2 separate regions of the Mus musculus genome follow, and region 2 is linked to region 1. A link is a contact called in public promoter capture Hi-C data. All regions are on one chromosome and are shown on one strand. Each heading gives the region's core, a stretch centred on a gene start, on an enhancer-like site or on the middle of the called end of the contact. The rest is flanking DNA. Distances are from core to core; before and after follow the strand shown. Region 1 holds the start of Hypk (huntingtin interacting protein K). Region 2 holds the start of Shf (Src homology 2 domain containing F).

Evidence for each region. Capture Hi-C pulls out chosen DNA fragments and counts their contacts.
Region 2: a contact with region 1 is called in a promoter capture Hi-C map of adipose tissue, with 2.1 times the contacts expected there. The contact joins the promoter of Shf here to the promoter of Hypk in region 1. A contact is called at or near these places in 2 of 39 promoter capture datasets (erythroid cells and pre-B cells), 1 of 484 Hi-C or Micro-C datasets (embryonic stem cells), 2 of 115 datasets of contacts at active chromatin or transcription factors (bone marrow-derived macrophages and pancreatic cancer cells) and 2 of 9 other capture datasets (adipose tissue and liver).

What each region holds. Positions count from the first base shown.
Region 1 is chr2:121,454,464-121,460,974 of GRCm38.p6, reverse strand. Hypk (huntingtin interacting protein K) reads right to left here and starts at 3,887. Exons shown (of 4, transcript NM_026318.3): 1 at 3,684-3,887; 2 at 3,274-3,329; 3 at 2,932-2,983; 4 at 2,535-2,826. The coding sequence starts at 3,869. The coding sequence ends at 2,731. Serinc4 (serine incorporator 4) reads left to right here and starts at 4,211. Exons shown (of 12, transcript NM_001025371.2): 1 at 4,211-4,520; 2 at 4,820-4,984; 3 at 5,134-5,312; 4 at 5,620-5,699; 5 at 5,938-6,031. The coding sequence starts at 4,422.
Region 2 is chr2:122,365,592-122,371,671 of GRCm38.p6, reverse strand. It overlaps Shf (Src homology 2 domain containing F), which reads left to right and starts at 2,525. Exons shown (of 7, transcript NM_001374011.1): 1 at 2,525-3,025. The coding sequence starts at 2,540.

The DNA of each region.
Region 1 (6,511 bases), core at 2,638-5,137:
AAGTCTCACTAATCTACTCATGCAGTTCTTGAAGTTGAGAAGCCCTGCCTACAAGTCTTAGCAACCTGAGTTTGATCCTATAGATGAACATAGCAGTAGATAACTCAGTCTGGCAACCAGCAAATTGACATCTGACTTCCATATGTATTCCATGGAATGTATGAATTAGTGTTCACATGAGATGTATTTAAAAAGCAAAGTGAAAAAAAAAAAAAGCCACAAGTGTGGTTGAGCACACCTTTAATCCCTGCACTGGGGAGGCAGAGGCAGGTGAATCTCTGAGTTTGAGACCATCCTGGTCTACAGAGTGAGTTCCAGGATGCCCATGGCTAAAACAGAAATCCTGCTTCAAAACATCAAAAATAATGATGATAATAGTAATAAACTTGTGTTCCTACCACTAAAGTGGGAACTAAGTCTAGGACCTTGTATAAACTAGGTAAGTACTCAACCAGATTGTCTTCCATGCTCTTGCCAATTTATATTTAGATCATCTTTTGATTCCTGAAACAGACTCAGACATTTGAGAGTAATTAAGTAGTACCCAGATCTATTTATTCTATGTACAAATTCAACTGTTTTTAAATCTTAGTTTTTACTTTTCCACTTGGGAGCTGTGAATCAAACTTGAGTCCTCTGGAAAAGAAGCCAGTGCTCTTAACCTCTGAATTGGTCTTTGTTCTCTACCTTTTAGCTTTGTGTCGAACAATGATTTATACAATAGGACATGACTCACTGCATTCCAGTTCCTACTAATCTTTCTTCTTTAGCTCATGCTTCAGATGAAAGAGAACTAATGGGCTAAGGAGCACTCCCCAGCTGTCAGTACTAAACTCTGTTAGCCCGTGTAGTATTGACAGAGTAATAACCACCATCACAGAATGAAATTCCATCAGCAGAGTGACTTTCCTTGATGACAGTAAAAATGAGACAAGGGATGAAGAGGTGGCTCAGTGATTAACTTTCTCACTGTTCTAGAAGACCAGAGTTCTGTTCCTAATCCCATATTGGGTAACTCACAACCTGCTAGAACATCTATCACCAAGGAAATCTGAAGCCTCTGGCTTCTAGAACACCTGCTCTCATGAGCAGATAAACAGTTTAAAAGAATAAAATCTTAAAAAACAACAACAACAACAACAAAAAAAAACCCATGACTGGCCAGTAGTACTCAACTGTTAGTCTCAACTACTTGAGAGGCTGAAGGGGATCTCTTTACTTGAAGTTCAGGACAAGCCTGGACAATACAGTATAACTTCTCTTTTAAAAATATCTACACCCCCCCACCCAGCTGTGTGTGGTGGCACACGCCTTTAATCCCAGCACTTGGGAGGCAGAGGCAGGTGGACTTCTGAGTTTGAGGCCAGCGTGGTCTACAAAGTGAGTTCCAGGACAGCCAGAGCTGGGCTATACAGAAAAACCCTGTCTAGAAAAAAAAAAAAAAAAAAGTGGGAATGGGTAAGGCCCTAGTTTTTATTCTTAGTACCTTAACCCCCTACAAGACCCAATGATAACCAAGCAGTTGTACTACACATCTTTATGAAGGCAGAGGGAAGCAGAGTTTGAGGCCAGACTGGTCTATATAGTGAATTCTAGGACAGCCTGGGCTACAGAGAAACCCTGTCTCAAAAAGATGAAAGGTAAATTATACCCACACATAGACTATCAACAAACTGCCTATAATTATGTAACATGAAAGATGTAAAAAATTACTAATAAATAATAATGGTGAGCACTGAGCCAGATAGAGTACACAGAAGCTGAGGCAAAAGGGTTACAAGTTTTAGAGCAGCTTCAGCTACATCTCAGTCTCAGGTGGGAATACTTGAGTATGCATTCTTACCCACGTATGGATGGGCTTATGGAACTCAGAGGTCGGGTGGTGGTCCCTTAGTCACTCTAATTCTGGGTTGGTGCTGACCTCACAAAGCCTGAAGTTCCTGATTAGACCAGCACAGCCCCCCAGTGCAGGGAGGGATACAGGAACATCCCACCACTCCTGGATTTTTAGGGAGTTACTGGGAATCCAAACTCATTTTGCTTTTGAGGCAGGTACTTACTGAGTCACCTCTCCAGGCCTGATCCAACATTTTGATATCTGTGTTCCCATTTCTAGAACCTAAGTGTTTATTCCAGTTGTTTGTAAATACAGTTGATAACTTAAAAGCCCCCAAAACAGATGCTAGCCTTTGATACTCATAAGCTAGCCTGGAGAGTTAGTTGAAGCAGCTTTCAAGTTAGGGAGGGGTCTCAGTTTGGAAACAGCCTGGTTTATACAAGAACAGATCCAAGGGGAAAAGTGCATAAGCTATCCTAGAAACATATGCATTTGGATCTTTTGCAGAGGATCCAAATGTACTCTACATTGCCAAGAAAGAGCTAGTCAGGTGAGTGATACTAACATACCACTTAGTATCTGCTGCTTAGAGCTGGCAAGATGGCTTGGTAGAAAAGGGCACTTAAATTTGTTTCCCATGTGGTAGTTATTAGAAACACTATGGCAGTAGAGGAATCACACACACAATATAAGAGCCTGCATTTGAACATTAGGTACTTCTTTATACTGATTGTTCACACAGTTTCATCAAGGTCCAACATAGAAACTGACAATAAAATAGAATATATAATGCATTTGATCTGAGATGAAACTGAAGAAAAAAAAAAAACAGCAAAACAGAACACTTTATTTCAGTCAGTCAGTCAGTCCAGAATGTCTAAAAAAGCACATTATCAGTTGGTTAGGGCAATAAGAGCCTCCACCACATTGCCCATGTGTTCCCTCAAGCTCCTTTCTGCTGCTGCTCGAGAGATCTCCATTTCCGTCATCTGCAAAAGGGAAAATCACGTCACCAAAGCCTCTTCTCCACTTGTTTCAGGAGCCCAAATTAGGTAGCACTTCTCTTGTGAATCCATTAAAAAATTAATACTCACTATCAACTCCAGATCTTCCTTCTTGATAGTGACCTTCGCCAGTTCCTTCTCCCTGTAAATATTTATACATTTCTTTTCATTCTCTGCCTCTGCTATAAACTCCCAGAAGGAACACTCCCAGCTACTCACTGAAAATGGGTGGAACAAGGTTTACTGAAAATAGCAAATAAACGCGCCAACTCTTTCCCCTGGAGGTTTTACAGTAAGGTATCCTGGAATCTTTCCTTCCACTAACAAAGTTGTAATCCCTAGATCTGTAGAAATTGGTTAAAGACGTAAACTTTTTTTTCCCCTGGAGAACGAGGACCTACCGGTAGTGCTGGTGGTGTGCTTTAAACTTACCGCTCTTGTTTGGCCTTTTGTTCCCTGGACCGTCTGTCTCCAATGACGGACATAGCCTGTAGAAAACACGAGTCAAGTTATCTACCACCGTGCCACGCAAATTTTCTGATCTAAAACGCAATACCAAAAATAAAAACCACGTGGTTTTCAGGTATTCACAACTACGAGTGTTCTCAGGACCAAAGGACTACGCCTAATTTCGTGCACATGAGATCTATTTAGGCCCAATCTCTATCGAATTCTTAAGCAAACAGCAGACTGGGTGGGTGCTGTCGCTTAGCCCCACCCTACTGCCAAATCCCACCATTGCTATCAGCCTTCCCGGAGCCCCAGTGAGCAGCAAACCGGTCAGTCTCACCTCTCTCCCGCCCCTCTCTCAACCCCTCATACAAGCTCCCAGCCAACTTCACCGTTTCAAGATTCGAACTCTGGATCTCCTTCTCCTCCGCATAGTCAGTAACCCGCTCTAGGTCAGCAGCACCACTGTCATGTTTCCTTGGCTTCTCGGGAGGCCGCTCCGGGCCGCTGGTCTCGGTCTCTAACTCCAACTCCACGTCTCCCTCGGTCGCCATTTCGATCTCACCGCGCCGCCGCATAGGCTGCCGCTTCACAACTTCCGGCAACCCTCACAGCTTCCGCCCAGATAAGGGGCGGGGTAGGCGTGGACCACACCTTTGTGCCTGTCTTGAGAAGCTTCAGCTAGCAAAGAGGTTCGCTTTTGACTTCCTCTCCAGCTTGTTTTCTGCAGTCTCCTTCGACTATCTGTTCACTACCCACACCACCAAGGCACATTGTTCCTAAGAGCAATCCTTTCACACATAGAGACACACACATGGAATTCTGTCCAATCAAGGTGGCTAATCCTAAACCAATTAAAAAACCTAATCCCTAGACCTGATAGGCCAACTGCTCCTAATCTCAGAATAACAGTCCGAATGATCCCGAATAGGAAGCCCGGCGAAGGCATCTTCACAAGACTATTTGCATCTATCTACCACTTCCTGGTAACCTGTATTCATTTTATGACATGTCTATGCTGCCTTAAGACGAATGATTAGGCCAGCAAAGCGACTGTCCAATGGGCGAAAATCCCGAGAAGCTGCTGTTTCTCGTCAGTTTTTCCAATACTGGATCTACATCTAACAAAAATGATGGGTGCAAAAGTTGTCACCGGCCGGAGCACCACCCAGGGTCTTGCACAGCAGCACGGTGGAGTCAGTAATGTAGTGGAAACCCCCTTCAATCAGGTGAGACATTTGGGAAGAGATAGCTAAAAAGCTAGGAGTTGGGATGAGAAACCTGGTTCTTTGCCTGGGTAATAGGTAAACATCTCATTCCACATTCCCAGCCATAGATCATTAGGAAAAAGTTAAGTGGTTCAAGAATACACCAAAGTTTAAAGTTCTTGCAATGAAAACCTTACTAGTGCTTTGTGGAAGGTAATCCTAAGAGGCTCATAACCAGACAGAAGGATGGAGGGTTTGGGAATTTGACCATTGGTTAACCCCACACCCTTTGAAAAACTCTGCATTGCTTCTATCCCCAGGCATCCTGCTGTGGACCTGTTTCTTGGACCAGTGGCTGCCACTCTCTGACAGAGTCTAGGTGTAGCCGCCTGCTCTACATCCTCCTCCACGTGGGAGCCTCAGCAATCTGCTGCCTCCTGCTTTCGAAGACAGTGGTAGAAAGGGTCTGGGGCAAAGCACATGGGGTAAGTCGGCAAGGGTTGCAATGTGAGGGAAAAAAAAAAACCTTTAAGATTTGGGACAGGGAGCAAAGGAGTCAACCTACCAGTAAAAAGTTGAGACTGTCCATAGATTGTGGCTGGCCCTGACTTTTCTCACAACCAACTCCCTGCAGATCCAGATGCCCTCAGTGCTATGTGCCCACCTGTTTGGCAGCTCGGACTGCCCAGTTCTCAGTGGCTCTGGCGCTGTGTATCGAGTGTGTGCAGGAACTGCCACCTTCCACCTGCTGCAGGCTGTGCTGCTAGTTCGCCTCCACTCCCCCACCAACCCTCGGGCACAGCTGCATAACAGGTTTGTGTTTAATTTTTTGGATGGGGATGGGATAGAGGGAAGTAGACACAAGCTGGCTAAAAGAAACTCCAGGATGAAGAAAGAACACTGTAATAAAGAAAGTATGTTTATAAACTCCTGGGCTCTAAATTTTAAGTAATAGTTATATGCAAACCTTCTCTAACTGTAGTGTTGCTCAGATGTGACTGTGGCATCCGAGTTAGAACTTGGACTACAATGGGTTGGGGCTGGTTCCACCTGCCATACTTTTTTTCTTTCTCTCCTTTGCCTATTCTCCTCAATCTGGTTTTCTCTCTACCCTAACTAGCTTCTGGAGCCTCAAGCTGTTGTTCCTGTTAGGTCTCTGTGTCGTTGCCTTCTGCATCCCTGATGAGGATCTCTTCCCAGGTACTCTTCATCTTACACTGTGATCAGCAAGAGTAGGCTACAACTTCCTACTTAAGAGCAGGAAGCTGGACTTACATTACACACCTGTAATCCTAGCATTCAGGAGAGTGAAGCAGGATTGAGTTTGAGACCTGCCTAGGCTATGCAGCATTTTAATCAAAAGGGGTGGGGGTTTGGGGGGATATGATACATCATGACCAGCCAGAGCTAAAAGTTCCCAATGGTGCCTGTCTTGCAGCCTGGCATTATATTGGCATCTGTGGAGGCTTCACATTCATCCTATTACAGCTGGTGCTTATCACAGCCTTTGCCCAGTCCTGGAACAAGAATTGGTAAGGTTGGGCTGGAGAGATGGCTCAGAGGTTAAGAGCACTGACTGCTCTTCCAGAGGTTCTGAGTTCAATTCCCAGCAACCACATGGTGGCTCATAACCACACATGACACACACACATTTGTAAGAAGCACCTAACCCTAAAGGCTCCTCCAAGGAGGTTGGCAGACATTACTCAGTACAGAAAGGCTAGGCAAAGGCCATAGCACGTTTGCTCCCATGGCCTCCCAGAGAATACCAAAATACTCAGGAAATCAGATATTTAATGGCATTTACTTGTGATCCCAGCACTGGAGGAGGAAAGAAACAGGAGGGCCAATAATTCAAGGCCACAAAAAAACACAAGCAGAGCAGGGAGTTCCAAAGTCAGCCTCTTAAAACAAAGAGGCACCAGGCATGGTGGCACATGCCTTTAATCCCAGCACTTGGGAGGCAGAGGCAGGGGGATTTCTGAGTTCAAGACCAGCCTGGTCTTCTGAGT
Region 2 (6,080 bases), core at 1,276-3,775, 910 kb before region 1:
GGGTCTCTTAGCAACTCTTTGAATGTCATAACTTCAAAACCCTCTAAAATCCTATATATGATTATTGTAAAAAAACAAAACAAAAAAAAAAAACGAAAAAACAGACAAAAACATAAAAAGCAGTGAGCACGACTCTCGAGGAGTCTTCCACAGCCTGGACCCACACTTGGAGACGTCCTGCTTCTTCAGCACTTTAAAGCCTACACTCACGCTTTTGGGTGTATCTTTTCTACTGGAAGCTTCTTTTTCTCTCAGCATTTATCTTTAAGCCTATATTAAAATAACTTTTAAAACTATTTATTTTTATGTGTGCAGGTATTTTTGCCTCTGTGTGTGTGTGCGTGTGTGTGTGCATACGTGTGCATGCACATATACACAAGATTCCACAGAAGCTAGAAGGTATAGGAGCTCCTGGAGCTGGACTTGCCTGCCGTGGGTGCTAGGACCAAAGTCAGTCCTCTGGAAGAGCATTTAAGTGCTCTTAAGTCATCTCTTCAGCTCCCACTTTTTTGGTTTCTGAGAGACACTCCCAAGATGAATTGGAATTCATTAAGGGACTCCTGCTATAGCCTCTGAGAGCTAGATTATAGGCATATCCACTGCATTTAGTGTTTTGTCTCCTGCCTCTGCCTTCAAAATGCTAGGATTGAAGTGGTGTACCACCAGGCTCAGCAATTGCAGGTTTGTTTTTGTTTTGTGAGACAAAAATTCAGGCAGCCCAGGCTGGCCTCAAACTCAACAAGACATTGTCCTTGAACTCCTGATCCTGTGGCTTCAACTTCCCAATTACTAGGATTATGGGTGTATATCATGTGTCAGTCACTGCTTTATTGCTATAAGGAGACATCAAGACCAAGGCAACTTATAGAAGGAAAGAATTCAATGTCGGACTTGCTTATAGTTTCAGAGGGTTAGTCCATTACCTTCATGGCAGAGAGCAGGGTGGCAGGCGGGCGGGCAGGCAGGCATGTTGCTGGAAAAATAAGTAGCTCAGAGCTTTACATCACGATCCACAAGCATCAAGTAGAGAGGAGGTGGGTGGAGACTAGGCCTGTAATGGGCTTTTGAAACCTCAAAGACCACCCTCGGTGACTCCAACAAAGCCACACTTCCTCCAACCAGGCTACACCTCTCAATCCTTAACAAACGTATGGGGACCATTCTCATTCAAACCACCACCACCACCACCATCACCACCACCAGAATCACTTTATATTTTTTAAGCAAATACCAGTAGTGTGGTGGCGCACACCTGCAACCTCAGAACTTGCCTTGGGAAAGCTTGAGCAACAGGATTGCCATGAGTCTGAGCGGAGGCCTGACTGCAAGGTGACTACAGAGCAAGGGCTGTGCTCAGATCGCTCATCACCCTTAATTTGCATGACAACAACCCCTATCACCCTTTCTAAGATAGGACAAGGGCGTGGTCTTGGCCCAGGAGTTGGCAGTCCATTGCCTTTCCCATCCCCTCCCATTGGGTGAGTGAGGAGACCTTCTCCTGTGGGTTAGCTACAATATCCTCAGGAACCTGTCATCTCTATGCTCACCGTTGCATCAGTAGTTAGTATTTTAAACTGTATATTCTGGAATGTAAACCTCTTAGTTTCTCTATTATACCCCATGAAGTGAGGGGAGAAGGAGGGGAGAGGGAGGGGAGGAGGGAGGGGGAGGAAGGGGGAGGAGGGAGAGGGAGAGATGCTGGCCTTCAGGGCTACAATACTTCTGGTGAACCTGCTTCCTTTCTAAGACAAAATTCCAGGCTCTTAGGCATCATCATCGGAGCCCTGAGAAGGTAAGGGGCTGGTGATTGACAACATTAGACCTGTTTCTCGCTTGATTTATTGATCTGTCTGTTTCTATTCTGTCACAGACAGATTGACAAACCCAGGGTGGAGCTTGAGGGATTTCCACAAGAAAGCAGGGCAGCTGTGAGGGCTGCGTGGGCCTGCTGGGGGCCGGTGTAAGCGTGGATGGGGATTGTTTGTGCGAGGGTTGTAAGCATTTGAAGCTGGCGGTTGGGTGTGGAAACATCGGAGCAATGGGTGTCTCTGGAGAACTGATTGCATGCCACGTGAGAAGTTTGCCTGGATAGAAAGGCAACCTAGGTTTGGGTGTGAGTTAAGGGATAGGAAGAGGTAGGCGGTACTCCCAAGGTGAGGGCAGTAATAGGCGCATCTGAAGAGCAGCGTCTTCGAAAATGTTTGGGTCTTTGGGTTTGGGGGAAAGGAATCAGGATGAGCAGGATGTGCCTGGGGACTCATCTTCCCGCGTCTGACACAAACTGGGAGGTGCAAAGAGCAGATGGGACTAGAGAGCGCCCCACAGGAGCACGGGTAACGACATGTGGAGGACTCACCCTCGGCGCAGTTGCTTCCCGCATCCCATCTACTCCTCTCAGAGTCCTCGGGTCCCCGTTAGGCAGCGGGCTCCTCCCCTCGTGTCACTGACGACGAGCCCCGCCCCTCCCGCCGGCGCAGCTCCGCCCCCTCTCGCCCCGCCCCCGCCGCCCGCGGTCTGCTCGCTCAGTTGGGAGGGCCCCATGCTACTGAGCGGAGCTCCTCCTACGGGCTCCGGCCCGGGGCCGAGGGCGCAGGGCAGCGCGGGGGGCGGCCCTGGGGGATCCCGCCGCGGGGCTGGGGGTGCGGGGACCGGCCCGGGAGGGGGCGGCAGCGGTGGAGTCGCAAAGTGGCTGCGGGAGCACCTGGGCTTTCGCGGGGGCGGCGGTGGAGGGGGCGCCAAACCCGCCCCCCCAGAGCCCGACTACCGCCCCCCAGCTCCCTGCCCGGCCGCGCCCCCTGCGCCGCCCCCGGACATCCTGGCCGCCTACCGGCTGCAGCGAGACCGCGACTTCGAGGACCCCTACTCCGGGGGCCCGTCCGCGTCCGCCGCCCTTTCCACCCCTGCGGTCCCTGGCCCCACTCCGCCCCCGCGCCACGGCTCACCCCCGCACCGCCTCATTCGGGTCGAGACCCCCGGCCCCCCAGCACCCCCTCCGGACTCCGGACCCCCTGCCAGCAGCGACAGGGTGAGTGCTGCGCCGGGCGTGGGTGTCCAGGAGGGGTGGTGGTCTGAGGTCTGGAGATTTAGGGAGGGACAAAGGTGGCTTGGCTGGGACTCAGCCTTTCGCAGTCAGTATTTCTAGTTGACATAAGCTTAGTCCCTGACACGGGGGCTCAAATTTTAACCCCTTTGTTAGCTTCTCCACCGACTAATCTGAGTCCCCAAACTCTGCCCTGTTTCCTGTTAGGGCCCGAGGACTAGGGACGACCTCCCTCAATGGCTCTGTCCTCAGCTTTGCAACCCGTCCAACCCTGATCCTGGAACCTTTTTTCTAACGGGCATGGAGAAGCACCCCTCCCTTCCCTTTGCCGGTTTATGGCCTTTGTGCCCTCTCCGGAGCAGCAGCTCCTCTGCCCTTTGATCTCTTGACTCTTCCCTCCACAAAGCTTTTCTCTCCCCCTCCTCTTCCCCTTCTCCTTCCTCCCACCTCCCACCCGGTCCTGGAGTCCAGGCATCTTTGCAGGTCTGAAGCCCAGAAAGGGGCTGAAAACTAAGATTCTTCCGTGAACACAGCGAGCGCTGGCCTTTGCCTTTCCCAGTGGGATTAGGGGGGGGGGGGGACTGTTGTACTCCGGATGCCAAGATGGGCAATGTCCAGCTCTTCCTGAAGAAATTCACCCCTGGGGTACAGGCGCACTCCTTCCAGTGTTCCCCCAAGTATGAGGACACTCGGTGGTCAGGACCTGTTGCCCAGTTAAGGCCGAGTGATGGGGTTCATTCATTATCTCCTCTCTCTAGGCTTTCCTCTTTCTCAGTCCATTCTGAGAGAGACTGGATCTGCAGGCCCTGGAGGAAGACTCCCAATAGTTTGTCTCTCAGGACATCTACCTTCCTTCTTAATTCCAGTTTTATCCTGTCCTGGATGATAAACAGCTGAAAGCCATCCTTAGTCTCCCTGAATGGGAGGTAGGAGCTACCCCAGCTCTGTTGCCTTCCTCATGTCTGAGAACTCATTCCTCCAGGGCTTGCTCATCTCTCCTCAGTAGAGATCTTTATCTGATTAGAGAGCAGTTAATGTCTGAATCCTCAGGTTTCAGAATTGGGCTTTTTCCGCCAAAAGATTGCTGTCCTGGTAGGCTTGCTGGATAAGAGGTGTGTTGGGGTCAGAACAAGAGCCCCAGATGTGTGAATCATTTCCCCCATGGTTCTTGCCATAGAGCATGGCTGACCATGCCGGCTCATCATGCTTAAGCTGAAGAGGGAGGTCCAAGGGCACTTCTCCCAGGCTGCCTGCAGTCTCCTTCCTAATTGCCCTGGTGTTATGGTGAGACGGTGGTATGGCCCTGTCCTCCCCGTGGACCAGTCTCCTCCTCCCTGGCCACTGGCTGTTGGCCCATGGTCTAAGCTGTCCTTGGCTATTTTCCTTCCTGTAGTGGCTTAGAATGACCTAACAGGCTGCCCACCACACTGTGGGCTCCTCCAGGAAAACATCCTTTTTTTTTTTTTTTTTTTTGGTCAGTTCTCTGTCTCCAAAGTGTCTGACCCAGTGTCCTGAAATGGTGCGTATCCATTAACAGGGTGGCTTAAGGGTCAGGGCTTCCCAAGGCATGGCTTTCCTTTCCTTTTTTTCGAAGGAAGGAGCAGTAGCCCTGTGCACAGACCCTCAGACCCCTCCTGCCAAGACTGTCTGGTCTGTGCTTCAGTTGGGTCCGCTCTGACCTGTGGGGGAGGGGATGCTCAAGAGTGTCTGAGTCTCTTGCCAGCCAGCCATGGAGGCAGGAATGAAATCCGACAGGCTCTCCCAGGAGCCACACAATCTGTGCTTTCTTTGGTGTGTGTGATAAAAGGATCCAGGATGTAGCATCTGAGCTGTCCCATGGGCTGACCTAGGCTCCTCGTTATTCAGAAATCAATCAACTCCCAACCATCTAGGAACAGAATTTGAGAGATCCCAGAGTATTCCCCGAGGAAAAGCGAAGCCAGACAAGGTACCTGACTGAGCTCTTAACCCCAAACCCGGGTGGTCAGACACCCGCAGGGCCTACTGAGTGTACAGTGCAGCCTCTGGACCACCACTCCCGCAGAGCTGTGGTTTCTATACTGTGTACCTGCTTCCCCTCTTTTCTGCAGAGCTCCTTGGCTGGCAGAAAGAGGTTCCAGAGCACCCGAGGGGGCAGTGTCCTGAGGTTGGATGGGACTGGTATAAGTGCTCCCCCCACCCGCTGAGCTAGAGATGCCAAGGAGCCATAGGATGAGGGAGGAGGCAAGAGGGAATGGTTATCGGGACAAGGCCCTGAGGTCCTGGGGGTTCTTGAGCCTTTCTGTGCTGGGCTCACTGGCTGCCAGCCCACTCTGAAACCCACTGATATAACTGGCAAAGACTCAGAGTTGACCATCTGGCCAGGCCTGGCAGGGCAGGTGTGGGAACAGCAAGAGTGACACCCTGCAACCGGCAGTTAGGGCCTGGCCAGATGGCCCCCAAAGAACCCCCTCTGGTGCTGGGCCCTGTCCCGCTTCCAGGCTCTGCTCTGGCAGAAGGTCCAGGGTATTGGGCCTCCTCTTCATGCATTCACTGTTCTCTAAGCTTCAACAGGAGAAAGAAACATGATCTAATTAGGGAACAGGGATGAAGCTGTGATTAAATGAAGGCTGAGTTGCCTACCACATCTGCAGTGTGTCCTGTTGGGCCAATATGAAGGCGAGACCTGACATGGGTAATAAAACAGGCACCTCACATTGAAACCAGGTCTCTTATTCTTTGCTCATGGGGGCAACCCTAGGGCTCTTGAGCACCCAGACGCTGTGTGTATTTCTCATTTATATGGGAAAAGGCTCATAGCTCTCAAATTTTTACAGGAATTTATAGCCCCCCAAAATAGTATTTTTTTTTTAAAAAAGATTTCATTAACTATTTTAAACGAGGGGGAGGCTTTGTGTATATGAATGCAGTGCCCTTCAAGACCAGGAGAGGGCGTCAGATCCCCTGGAGCTGTAGTTACAGGAAGTTCTGAGCTACCAAGTGTGGATGCTGGGAACCAAACTCAGATTGTTTTCCAAAGGAGCGTGCGGCTCTTAGCGGC